Linked DNA regions of Mus musculus: region 2 is linked to region 1. Evidence: chromatin contacts called from public Hi-C data. All regions are on one chromosome and are shown on one strand. The core of a region is the stretch at or near the end of the contact, and the rest is flanking DNA. Distances in the headings are between cores, read along the strand shown.

The links. A called contact is a pair of places that touch in the nucleus more often than the background predicts.
Region 2: a Hi-C map of cerebellum shows a contact between it and region 1, with 4 times the contacts expected there. The contact joins two enhancer-like sites. A contact is called at or near these places in 2 of 484 Hi-C or Micro-C datasets (cerebellar granule neurons and cerebellum), 1 of 115 datasets of contacts at active chromatin or transcription factors (embryonic stem cells) and 1 of 9 other capture datasets (embryonic stem cells).

What each region holds. Positions count from the first base shown.
Region 1 is chr3:18,682,200-18,684,942 of GRCm38.p6, reverse strand. No RefSeq gene overlaps it. Among named protein-coding and RNA genes, the nearest start is that of Gm30789, 40 kb to the right of the region's middle. Within about 2 kb of position 1,377, at least 4 of the 459 cell types and tissues checked have an H3K27ac peak or open chromatin away from gene starts, as enhancers often do. A contact at or near this core is called in cerebellum, where this site is marked.
Region 2 is chr3:19,059,059-19,061,801 of GRCm38.p6, reverse strand. No RefSeq gene overlaps it. Among named protein-coding and RNA genes, the nearest start is that of Armc1, 100 kb to the left of the region's middle. Within about 2 kb of position 1,376, at least 15 of the 459 cell types and tissues checked have an H3K27ac peak or open chromatin away from gene starts, as enhancers often do. A contact at or near this core is called in cerebellum, where this site is marked.

The sequences.
Region 1 (2,743 bases), core at 128-2,627:
TGATAATTTACTTGTTGGTATCAGGAGTTCTGATGAAGATCACAGTACGACAAGAATTGTAAACATTCATAAATGGGAGAGAAATCCTTGGTAACACTTACTGATTACTTATTTAGGTAAGTTTCACCTTTTATTTTTGTAACTTTCCTTGTGTGTGTATGTGCATGGGTGCACACACATATGCGCATATGTGTGGATGCCAAATGTTGATGTCCAGGATCTCCTTCAATTATTTCTCACTATAGTTTTACAGACACAATCTCTCACTGAAATCAGAGCTCATTGATTTTTAAATAGGCTCACTGGCAGGCAAGGCCCTGGGCTCCCCCTATCTTTACCTACATCATCCTGTGCTGGGCTTACAGGCATGTGCTGTATGCCTGGCTTTTTACAGGGATGCTAGGGATCCAAATGGAGGTTCTTGTGCTTAAGTCTGGACAAGCAGTTTACTCTCCAAGCCAAATCTAGACCCTGTTTTGTAACCTTCATATAGGTATTTTTAAATTCTATAAAAAATTAAAGAGTATAGTATAATAAACTCTTCTCATCTTTCAGCAAGTTTCAGTAAGATACACTTTAGAGCCGTCAGGAACCTCTGTCAACTCAGTTCACCCTTCATAGAGTGCAATGCTTCCAATCCTAAAGATACAAGTCTTACACCTCTGATCTGTTAGTAGGAGATCTTACACCTCTGAACTGTTAGTAGTTGTGTTGTAGGGTGTGTATGTACACCTGTGTGTGCATGTGTGTGTGTGAGTATGTGTGTGTGTGTTAAACAATGACTTTTTAATACTAGCCAATTTTACATTTCTAAGCTGTTAGTTGTCCATGGCTGTGTTAGGAGTGGTGGTGGCGGTGTGTTAAACACTGTCTTTGTGTTTCTCTGTCTTCTTCACCCTCTCCCTTTTTTCCTTGTTGGCTGAATCAATTCTGTACACCTGGGCTTGCCATGGATTAGAAATGACCCAGAACAGATTACCTTCTTCTGACCCATGGAATGCTCCAACCCCCCCCCCCCCCCATTAATATGGAGACAGCAGCTGGTCTAGAAAAGATGACCAGAATGGCCAACAGCCTGGGACAGACTTCCAAGGTCAATGAGGAGACTATCCTATTTGTTCAGACGTAACAGACTTGAGGGAAAAAGCTTTTCCAATCAGCAAGAACTTCCATCAGAGTTTGGAGATGAATCTTCATTTCTTGGGGGTGGTTTTACCATTTGCCCATCAGAATATGTGTTTACTGTGAGTCATGAATGAGAGGAAATGAGTTGAGGATGCCAGAGTATTATTCTTGTATTTCACTGGAGCTGTTTATGCTGAACTGCTTTCACTTACTACCTCCTGTGCCACCACCTGCCAGAAGCAGCCCGGCTCATCGGAGCACCGTCTGGTACTGCTGGAGCATGAGGGCCTTGGCCTCCCTGCGAAGGTGCTGTATGCTGGCACTGTGGGCCAGCAACCCCTCATGCTTGAACATAGTTGGCACCTACAGGATGAGCAGGAGTCATTTATTTTCTGGTCCAAGTACTCTAGCTAAACCAAATCCTCTTAGTATGAAATCACAAACTGAGGAGAAAACACACACACACACACACACACACACACACACACACACACACCTTCTTCCCTCAAAACAATGCTTTCCTCTGTTGGGAAAGCTAACTGGAAGTTTCATTACTAACACAGGACGGTGATTTGTGTGTGTGTGTGTGTGTGTGTGTGTATAAATGTCAGTTGCATTTTTGCTTCTTCTTAGATATATTAAGTTAAATTTATAGGAAGTAACAAAGATTGGAAGATCTCTTTGAGGGAAATTAGGAGAAGACTCAGGAAAGAACTGTAGGAATAAAGAAATAAAATGAGGTTGTTAATTTGTTGTGAGAACTGTCTTGGGTAGACATAACAAATTCAATATCAATTAGCAGTTTGGTGATGTTTTGGGAAGAGTTAGGGTTTTTTGTTTTTTTCATACACATTTTTAAGAAAAAAGGATAAAAATCCATCATATAAATTATCATTCCACCTTTTCTACATCTTATTTGGCTATAAAACAACTTAGCGAAAATGAATATAGTGACCTTGGATATTTAGTGGGTTTTAGGTCAAGCAATTGTTTATGACAGTAAAGGGAAGGATGTTCACTTTTATGGAATCTGATTTTGTTTCTTAATAACCTTTAGTTTTCTATGTAGAAGGTACAAAGGTATTTTGTTTACAGTTTGGACTTATTTTCTTGCTATGATAGACTAAAAATAATAAATGGCATTCATACACCAGATGTTTATTTTTTCTCTCCATTGATTGTCTGCGGCAGCTCTGAGTGAGTGGAAAAGTTTGTTCTACACAATGACTTGGGATTTTGCCTGGCAGAGACTTTGCCGATTTCTCGCAGCCATGTGCGTATTTGTGTCTAATAGGGAAGAAAGTTCTTTATTGCGAAGATTTTATAACCAAGGTTGACTGTAGCATTTCTGTGAGGTTACTTTTACTCTTAAACTACTGGCTAGAATCAGTCACTACTAACTGCAAAAGAAATTGGGAAGTGTATCCTAGTGGTGTGGTCCATCAGAAGATCAGCTGTTCTCTGGCCCCATGTCGCTCTTCAGTGACCGGCACCATGTCTCGCTCCTCAGTGACTACTTTAGGAGGAATAGTATGACACAGCCTACTCTCACGTGGTGAAAGGAGTTGGACATTCTACTTAGCAAACATTACTCATGAACCTCCACTAAAGCCTGTCT
Region 2 (2,743 bases), core at 127-2,626, 380 kb before region 1:
CCGGAGTGGCTGGGATGAGAAAGGCCAGGAGCACCGCTAAAGGGGAAGGAAGGGGGAAAGAAGTGATTTGTAGGTATCAGGGCCAGCCTTGAGGAGAGAGTGGGAGGGCCAGAGGAGACTGGGCTGTGGAGGACTTGTCCCTCTGCAGTTCTCACCTGGACTCACTTCACACCCCACGTTGTGGGGTCTGCTCTCAAGTTTCCCCAGTGAGGACTTAACAATAGACTGTGGCAGGGTTTTGTTTTTTCCCCACTGAAGCAAAGAGGCTGCATTTCTGTTAATGACCTGGATTTTCTAACTTTAGGGTCATGAACTTCTTATGAAGTGACAATAGTATGTTCTATAGATACTATAGTAACAAATAAGACATCGTTATCCACTACTTGTTACATTAGAGTTCTTTGTTCCCCAGCTTAGGAACTTACACACACACACACACACACACACACCCCTCTGAACATGGATTTTTGTTTGTATAAATATAGGATGCTTGTTGAAAGTCTTTTTTTTTTTTTGTTTTTGTTTTTGTTTTGTTTTTTATACAGAAGTGAACAAAACAGGAAATACACTTTCCCACAATCTCCCCTGGGAAGCTTGTAGCTATCCTTCTGGAGATTATTCCAAAACCAAGATAAAGGTGCATATCTTTAAACAAAAGGAGACTTCACTGATACTGCTCTGCAGTTCCTGTTTAAATTTCACTCAGCCATAGGCATCTTCCACAAGTGCAGAGTTCCCTGCTGGTGACACGGAGTTCTCCAGGGGTGCTGCTGATAGGTGGCAGGTTTTTGTTTTTTGTTTTTGCTATGGTAAAAACGCCGAAGGAAACGATTTTGTGTATTTAGTTATGTACTTAAAATCTAACTCCCTTTTTCTTTTTCTTTTTTTTTTCAAAATGTGGAACCACCAGTGAAATAACTAATGAAAGCAAGCGATTACGTTGTAGACAGAGAATATCAAACAAGAACATGTTAATGGAACTCTCCTTTCTTTCTTACATTGTCAGGTGAAGTTGGTACTTGGCCCCGCTGGCTAGCCACATAGAGGTTCAGCTTCTCCACAGCAGGGATAATTTGAGAACTCCCTCCATCCTTGAAAGGGCTGTCCATCCGTACAGGGAAGTCTCTAGGAGCTTGGACAGGCGCTGGTGCAGGGTACTCCTTTGCTGGCTTTTATCTGCACAGCCAGCAGGCCTGAAATCTGGGCTCTCCGGGGAACCCCTGCTTTCCTTAGATTTCTCCATGGTGTGGGAGTTTTAAGGAGCTGAGGGTTTGAAGTAGGGGAAGCAGTGCTTTGTGCAGGGGAAGAGGGCCTCTGAGACTGCTTGTCTGCCGGTCCAGCGGAGCTTGTCTGTTTGCCTGGGGGCACTCAGGCCTCATGCAGCTGGTGACTGTGGCAGGCGCCTTTAGCGGTGCTCCTGGCCTTTCTCATCCCAGCCACTCCGGGAGGCCACTGGCACAAACCTTTCAGAGAGCCTTTCAGCACACCCGCGGAAATTCAGATCCAAGATGTCAAGGCTCAGAACTTACAGAGCTCGTTTTCAACTCTCTGGATTCCTGTACTCAGTGCTGTGGCCCAGTGCTTCTGTGCGCTGAGCGGCCTTTTGTTGTTATTTATCACGCTTAGAAAAAGCTCTCTTTACACTCCAATGTTCACACAAAAGCATCTGTTTGTGTTCTGGCTTTAATTGCTGGAAGTGTTGTAGAGTAGACTGTACTCCCATTGTGTGTTTGGTGTCTAAGGCAACATTAAGGTTCCAAGTGCCTTGTGACTTAGCAAACAGCAATGTTATGGTCTTGTGAGTAGCATGCACATGAAGGGGATCTACACACTTTCTGTCTGCTATAGCTGTAGTATTGTGTCTTGGTGAAGTTTAAGTAGTCAGGGCAGAAGGAAGAACTCTGCAGTCAGTAATGGTGACAAGTGAGGCAGGTGAGTGAATTGTTTTTGTGGCTGAGCAAAATTGACAATGAGTACCATCAGGGAACGATCTTCAGTGCGTAGGGAAGGCTGATAGGCAAAGGAATGAACCTGGGCCCCAAAGAAGAGTGGAAAGTAGAGGCCATGGGGAGTTTTGTGTTCTAGTGAGAGTCCAGGTAAGGCCTTCTCATGAGATGGGGAGATGGTGTTTGAACAGGGTCAGCCTGGAGCAGATGGAGAAAGCACACAACGACAGAGATTCTGTATGCGTATTGAAAGTGACCTTGGCAGTGTTTCCTGATAGTGCATCTCCCTAGTATGGCTCCAAGGAATGAAGACATTTTTTTGTTTTAGAGATGAGACCTCACTATTTGCCAAGACCAGCCTTAAAACCCTGGGCTCAACTGATCCTTCTGCAGCAGCCTCTAGCATGGCTGAGGCTGCAGGCATTCACACTGTAACTGGCTCTGAGAGACCTCCTAAAAGGCTGAGTAGAGAAGCAGAAGAAACTTAAAAGATAGGGCATGGGAAGAACAGCGAAGAGAACGGCCTGGGAGAGCCTGTGTATACAGCACCGTCTGCCTCGGAGCTCTGCACTGTGTTTCTAGGACTGCAGCCATTCCTCATGGCCCTCCTGCCTGCCCACTATCTCTCTCTTCACCCAGTAGCTCCCAGGAGCCTCTGAAAAGCCAAACCTTTCTACTGCTCCACTGGAAACCAGAAGTGGCTTTCCATGTCGTTTCTGGCTTGCGAGGTCCCATAGGGCCAGCCCTCCTCCCTCTCTGGATGGTCTATGTGTTCTGTCCATCTGGTGCAGCCTGAG